Linked DNA regions of Triticum aestivum: region 2 is linked to region 1. Evidence: chromatin contacts called from public Hi-C data. All regions are on one chromosome and are shown on one strand. The core of a region is the stretch at or near the end of the contact, and the rest is flanking DNA. Distances in the headings are between cores, read along the strand shown. Region 1 holds the start of LOC123164446. Region 2 holds the start of LOC123167080 (zinc finger protein CONSTANS-LIKE 14).

What was found. A called contact is a pair of places that touch in the nucleus more often than the background predicts.
Region 2: a Hi-C map of leaf shows a contact between it and region 1, with 2.8 times the contacts expected there. The contact joins the promoter of LOC123167080 here to the promoter of LOC123164446 in region 1. A contact is called at or near these places in 2 of 5 Hi-C or Micro-C datasets (both in leaf).

Annotation. Positions count from the first base shown.
Region 1 is chr7D:246,749,906-246,753,357 of IWGSC CS RefSeq v2.1, forward strand. It overlaps LOC123164446, which reads left to right and starts at 1,462. Exons shown (of 7, transcript XM_044581945.1): 1 at 1,462-1,900; 2 at 2,531-3,452. The coding sequence starts at 2,873. It overlaps LOC123164693 (pyruvate dehydrogenase E1 component subunit beta-1, mitochondrial), which reads left to right. Exons shown (of 14, transcript XM_044582242.1): 14 at 1-110.
Region 2 is chr7D:246,933,105-246,936,950 of IWGSC CS RefSeq v2.1, forward strand. It overlaps LOC123167080 (zinc finger protein CONSTANS-LIKE 14), which reads right to left and starts at 1,784. Exons shown (of 4, transcript XM_044584917.1): 1 at 795-1,784. The coding sequence starts at 1,640.

The sequences.
Region 1 (3,452 bases), core at 212-2,711:
ATGTATGTAACTGAATTACAGACGTTCACATGATTTTGCTGTGGCTTAGGCCGATCTGTAAGTGTGATCAATATCGCGGAGAAAACTGGAACATTGAAATGCTTCCCTTAGCGTTTGTTTGTTAACTCACACGTGTATGCATACTTGAGTCTGAGAGTGACACCTGTGGCTGACGCCTAGATGTCGCTCATGATGTGTCAGGGCTGAGAGGCTGATTCTACAGGCGAGGCAGTCTCCAAGATTAGTATATACGCGGAAAGCAACAGGTGGAACGCGACCCATAAAGGAGAGCTCCACCACATGTGGAGCAACTTCCGTTGCTGTGGGGTTGTGGCCTCATCATGGACCATGATTCTTCCTTCAGCTGGAAACTACCGAATTGTGGCAACACGTATGAGATAGCGATCGACCGTTGCTTTGTCTAATCTGTAGATAATATCATTCCCGCTAGCTCATCATTGGTGTGTGGTGCTCTGGATCAGGCGCTCTCTCTCTCGTCCCTAATCCACATCGCCTTTTGGCCGCTGTTTCCGCTAGTGGACAGTCCTGTGCCACGATTCAAATCTCAAATGACATCTTCTGTCGTGGTCAACATTACTTTGGTCCATTGAGCCTTCTATTGTAGAGTACTGTAAAAGATTCTTACATCATCCAATGAGCAGTCCATCGCTCAGGTACCACAAAGCTACTCCGAGGGAAGGAAAAAAGATGAAGCGAGAAAAAGATGATGCATCATGGCAGGGGAGTGTCATTGGGAAGAAATGGACCAGGTTCTCAGTCTGACCGGTCTTAGATTTGATACCAAAGTAGAGCGTACGGATCTTAGCCGCCCAAGGAGTAGGTCCAGTCCACTGTTTTGAATCTAGTCTTCTTTTCTTCTGCGAAACTATAAACAGGCCCTTGAAAAGATGTGTTTTCGTGTGTACAGGTCATCAGTCGTCCGTCTTAAGACGGAGGTTCGGTATAGTCTCCTACAACTTGCGTGCGTGCATAACAACAAGATCTGATGTCAGGTGTTTTAGATCGATTTAATGGTTTAACAACGACGACTATGGCTTTATGGTGCTGGTCTTTAGGGTACCTTCGTGAAAACTTTTCAACTGTCATCGATTAGGCTAGGCTGGGTCTGATATGGGAGCCGCGACAATGGCATGTCGGTGCCTCGTTCTGATTGCAGTAGTGGTCGGATGTAATCTTTATTATGTTTGATGTGCTTTGTATTTTCCATTAACTTTTATAACAGATAACAGATATAAGTATTTTACAAAAGAAATATATGTCCTCTGGGCAGCAACAGAATTTGTTACAGAAGCCGGTACATTAACCACCGCCGCTCAACCGCCCCAGAGTCTCAGAAACCGAATCTGTGAGACGTGAAGGGCCTGAATGTTAGAAACAGAAGCCACAAAACAGACGCGAGAACATTTTCTCTATCCACTCCGGAGAAAAAAAAAAGCAACCGAACGAGAACAAAAGCGAAACCAAAACAGCCGAGCTGATTGGAAACATCCAGATGCCGCTGCCGCTGCCGCTGCTACTAACCCAACCCAACCCGGCGTTTCCCCTCTAGAAAATATCATCATTTCTAGCGCCTAATCAAGGACCCTTGGTTAGTTGCTTGCGGAATTATATACCCACCATTGGAGCAGCAAGCGATAGAGGGGAGCGAAGAAGAGCAGCCAGAGGAGAACGCAGGAGAGGAGAAGGTCCGGCGGAGGTGGACGTCGAGAGCCCGGCGGAAATCGCCCGGAGCGATTGAGCCGCGGAGTCTCCCCGGGCGGGCTGGTTCCCGGCGGTCGGATCGAAGCGGCCCTCAATCTCGGGGCACCCCGATTCGATTCGGCGGCACGGGCCGTGCCGCTGTTGATTAATCCATTTGGCTCCATGGATGGATAGGCAGGTAAACCTTTATTACCGCCGGCTTGTATTTCTGCGATTCCCGTTGCTCTGGTGGGCTCTGCCCGTTTATCGGTGGGGAATTTGGTTCTTCGTTTCGATCGGTGACGGTTTCCGCAGTCCGTCCCCAAATTTGGGTCTCTCATTTCCTCAAATTTGGCTGCTGCCGTGCTCCCGATTTCGGTAGTTTTGAGGTTTAGCCCATGCATGTCTGTTTGCTCGGCGATTGGCTGACCATGTCTCCATTTGTGCCTGGTCTGGGCAGCAGTATGGAGTGGAGTAGATAGCATTGTGATGGATGCGCAATCATTGGTTGGGAACTTGCTATTTCTATGCATCAGGCGGAAGATATAGAATACTGACAAGTTTGTTGCTCCTGAGCTAAATATAGTAACCGTAGCACGTAGTATTGATTGAGCTTCTGTTCATCACGTAGTGGGATTAATTGAACTCCTTCTATTCATGGGTTTAGTCATGTGATGGGTGTAAGAATAGTTAGCAATTGAGCTTCTCTTGGTCATGTAGTGGGATTAATTGAACTTGTATTCATGGGTGTAGCCAAGTGATAGGATCAATTGAGCCTCTGTCTGCTCATCAGTTTGCTGAATCAATGTTTGTCGATTCGTTTCTGCAGGGCTGTGACGTGATCTTCTCGCATGGTTCATCCTAGGCCAGGTCCCTGGTTGCTTGCCCAGCCTCCAAGTTGTGTGTCATCTCCAGTTGTGGTAGCCAGGGGGCATGATTAGTAGTGGCAAGATGGTAACGTTGCTTCCAGTGGGTCTGAACCAGAAATGCCGGTGTGGTTCGGCCCTTCCGGTGGTGATTGGTTTCAATTGATGATTTGTCTAGGCATCGATTTGGACACTGAAATGGCAAGATACTGAGAGGGCCGTGGAAAGGAACTGGATAGGTGTACTGCAGGAGCGATTACAGATTGGGGGTCTTCCTTCTCGCTGAGTATCAGAGATTGGTTGCGATGGGTTTACCCCAAGTTTCTTCAGTCAGGGAGGATGTCTCTACAGGATCAAGGACACCTGTGTCAAGCCCTTCACGTACCAATGGTGTTGGTGCCTGCGATTTGGACGGGCTTCCTCGAGAAAGCCCAAATGGCAAGGCTTCATATCGATCGATTGGCAATTTCAGTAGACAGATTGCATCAGATTCCCTGGATGAATCAAACGGGTATTTTAGAGACAGCCATGCGTTTGATGGACTCACAGACTTCCAAGGATTAAGAATTGATGATTTTAGAGATGCAAATTCTAGATCTTCTCATAAATTGCAGCAGCCTGCTGTCCATATGCCCACAACAAGGGTTGTGGGCTTTGAATCAAACTGTATTGGAGGTCCTGATACAGCAGAACTGGATACAATATGTCCATCTGTGGCCAGTCATAATTTTGGTTCACCATGTGATCAGCATGAACTTCAGGCAAGGAAAAGACTGCTGCCTCCGTTGAAAAATGTGCTCTCTAGAACGTTCCATGGTGATTCACTGAATATTGCTTCTGGTGATGCTAGATTTCAGCATTCCGAGCCAGGTAAGAAACTCTACA
Region 2 (3,846 bases), core at 534-3,033, 180 kb after region 1:
CGTGCCAAATCATACAAGGTACACTTCTTCATATCGCGATAGCAACACGCCAACACCAGCTCAGAAATTCCAGTCTAATTTGCACTGTTGGTAGAGGAGAATGCACTATTCATTATCAGCCAACCTGCGCATTCAGTGTCCTAAAACAACCCGATCCATGAGCCTCCATGGCAACTGCATTCTACTCCCCTTTCAAGTTGAAAAACCCGTGCCATAAATGGTGAGCGAATAAAGGGCAAATTTATCTCTACTCAAAACTAGTGAAACCAATCACTTCTCTGGCTGACAAAATCTAGGACAAAACTAGAGCCTGATTGTCCGTGAGAACCGCAGGAGAGGAGACCATCAGGTCATGTACAAAGGAATGGACGCTAAACTCTGATGACTTTGGAACTGGCACCTTGTTATTCATCTGAACGCCAATAGTTTTTCCATGACCTACCAGAGATCATGAATTCATGATTGCATTCCATGATCTGAATGATCAATGTATTAACCGGGAACTGCACAAAGTGGCAACGAGCATGTAGCCTTCAACAAACCTGTTTGATGATCTATTGTTGTTTGCTCAGAAAATTAAGATCAGAACATTTCTCGTGACCGAGTAGTGTTACAAAACATGTGATGTTAATGTGTGTTTGGCTACCACGATGCGGCTACCTGAAGGCAATGCAACTAATTTAGTCACTCATAAAGACGCCAACAAAACATCTGATTAGTACAATTGACATGTAAATTGTCTGAATACCAACAATTGATTTATTTGTTTGCATATCATTCTCATGTTTTTTTACCTGGGTGGGTGGCACGGATGAGGGTGGGGCGAACTCCCATCGAAGTTGCTCTTCGTCATCATCACGGAGGCGGTCGTTGCCGATAAGCTCGGCGCAGTGAGCTGACGGCATCATCAGCAGGGACGTGTACGGACACGGCACCTCCGGAGCAGGAGGCAGCGGTGGGGGAGCTTGCTTGTCAGGCAAGCGCCCGCTAGCCCCGGCGGAGGACCGACGAGGAGTCCTGGGGCTCAGATCCGAGTACCCCTGCGGCTGCGACGTCTCCGTCTCTCGCCGCGCCATCTCGGCGAGCTGGTGGCACAGCGCTTCCCCCTTGAGGGGCCGGCCGCCGCCTGCCGAGACGGCCACCTCCGGCGGGTTGCAGGGCACGTAGAGGTCGCGCATCTCGGGGTCAACCAGCATGGAGTAGTCCAAGGACGAGAAGAAGAAGGCGTCCTCATCCTCTTGGTCGCCGCCGCCGCCGAGGCCGCAACCGAACGCGGCGCCGCCGCCGCCGCCAGGGAGGAGGTCGACGCCCCACGACGCGGCGAGCTCGGACGCCGCGGGGCAGCCCGCGAAGCCCTCCACGGGCACGCGCGCCGCGTCTTCGCACCCGCCGTCGCAGTCCGCGCAGAGGAACGCCGGCTCGCCTCCCCCGGCCGCCACGCGCGCAGCCGCCGGGCGGGCCGCGCACCCGGCGCAGAGCGGCGCGCGCACGTGCTTCCGCGAGAGCGCGTTGGCGGCGTGCACGTGGCGGTCGCACGCCACGCAGAGCCGCGCCGCGTCGGCCCGGCAGTGCAGCGCCGCCGCCGCCTCCCCGCAGTAGTCGCACGGCCAGTGCTGCCTCGCCCCTCCGTTGTCCTTCATGGCCAGCGCCCGGCACGCCACGCCACCCGAGCCGAGCAGAGAACCCCGCGATGCCGGAGGGAGGGAGGAGGGGCGGCGGAGGTGGGTCAAAAGGCGGGAGAGCGAGAGGGTCTGCCGCTTCTTATCGCCGCGCGCTTTAGCTTATGCAATCCGAAGCGGGGCTGCGACTGCGAGGGTATGGGAGAAAGCGAGGGAGAGGAGGAGGCCGATCCGCTGCGCCATGCCGAACACCGAGGGCACGGCATTCTCTTTCCACGTGCCGCGCTATGATTTCGCTGAGGTGGCGGGGCCGCGGGCGTGGGACCAGTTAGGCAGTGAGTTAGCGGTGTCGGAAAATATCTAGCGGAGCTCGCTGAGGTGGCGGGTTGGGGAGGGGGCTGGGAGGCTGACACGGTGGGACATGAGTAGTGGGTCCCAATAAGGTGGAAAGAACTTACGTAGGACTCGTAAACTGCTGAGCAAAATCACGATTTTATTTTCGGGAGAAAATGGCGATTAAAGCAAGCTCGCACATGGAGCTTATGATCTCGAGCTCACGTGCAGCCTTATGAGTAGTAAAAAAAACTCTGAATGTCTTTGATAACAAATACTAGTATTGTTGAATGTTCTATGTAGTGCAAATGTTCGTGAAAAATAGCATTAGGAATTTTTTCCTTCATTAAAATTTGCATGTATGTAGGAGTAGAACATTCAACAATATTTATTGTATTCCCTAAAAAAATATTTGTTGTAAAGAAGTTCAGAATTTTTTTTGGCCTGCAAAAAAAAGTTTAGAATTTCTAAAAAATTACCTTTTTTACGATCAGAAGAGCACATTCGTGCATGCTTTTTTTTAAGACTTGTAAAATGGTAACTTGATGCTGAGGAGCAGTAAAGATAAATCAGAAGAAAATAATATGTTTTCTTTTTATTAAGAAATGGTCTTTTCGAAATAATATCTCATCATATATGTAGAAATATCTAGTTACTAGTAAGACTAAGAGATGACTAATTGTTCATCATATTGTTATTGTTATCTCTAGATTGCATGGCAGGTTTAAGATAAGACCTTATTAAGCACTATATATAAATGCCATAATAGACATGTTAAGCTAATGCGGCTCGTCGTTTTCTTAAAACAATTGTAGCAGATGTGCCTTATTTGCAGCCTCGAAAAATCGTTTTGGAGTGTGCTCCATAATTTGTAGAGGTTGTGAAGGTTGTGCGCAAACAGAGAGTCCCATGACTCAAAATCGATATTTTGCGGATCCATCCATCAGTGTCTATGTTTGTTCTGCACATAAAGAAATTGGACATTGCATTGAAAATTATATTGCGTCGTTGAACATCACATGGAAATCGAAATTGACCTGGACCGACAAATAAAAATAAACTAGAATGACTAATCATAATTAACAGAGCAACTTCAAACATGATTTTATTTCATTGGCTTCCTCCTCTGTTTGGAAGTGTCCTCACGTTAGGACGAGGCTTCGAGTGCTTCCACATGTGCTTTGATGTGGTCGAGGTACCATTAGGCTTCTTGGATGCAGGCGAGGGACACGGTCTTGTAACCATAGTGACTGTGGCTTCTACTTCTTCCAAGATGTCTTCCATCACACGGGAGAGATACCGGCGGGGAGCAGGGAGACGCTTGGCCCCACGCCTAATTCAGTCTCTCGGAACACGGTGGCTTGGACCCACTCATAGTAATTCTTGGAACTTTCCTTCGATGCGCTCCTCTTCGATCTCGTTGAGGAAGGTCCATGAGGAGGGTCTGAGCGCGACATATCACAAGCAAGGTGTACAGTAATATAGTCAGTAGGAAAGGGAAAGATGATTGAATGTGCCGGCGAGTGGAGAGTATCGGTTTATATAGCCACGCTCTGGCATAAAAATTACCTGAAAAGGGCGCACTCTGGCAAGAAACAAGGCAAGGAAGGCGTGTCGATAGGCAGCAACCATTAATGGGTGCTTTTACTGGTGGAAACCGGTACCACGGGAGTCGTACGAACGACTGACATTGGCAGGAGAGCAAGAAAATGGATGAAATTTCACCCTCATGTGGACGGTTTGATATGGAGTGCGCTCCATATCAACGTCCCCATTCTATAAATATGAAGGCTCCCACCCACTATTTGGAGCTTGCTCCAAAAATTATGGAGGCAGAGAGCGATATGGTGAGTCAGGTAGATCCTTTTCTTGGGCCCGAACGCCATACTGGCAG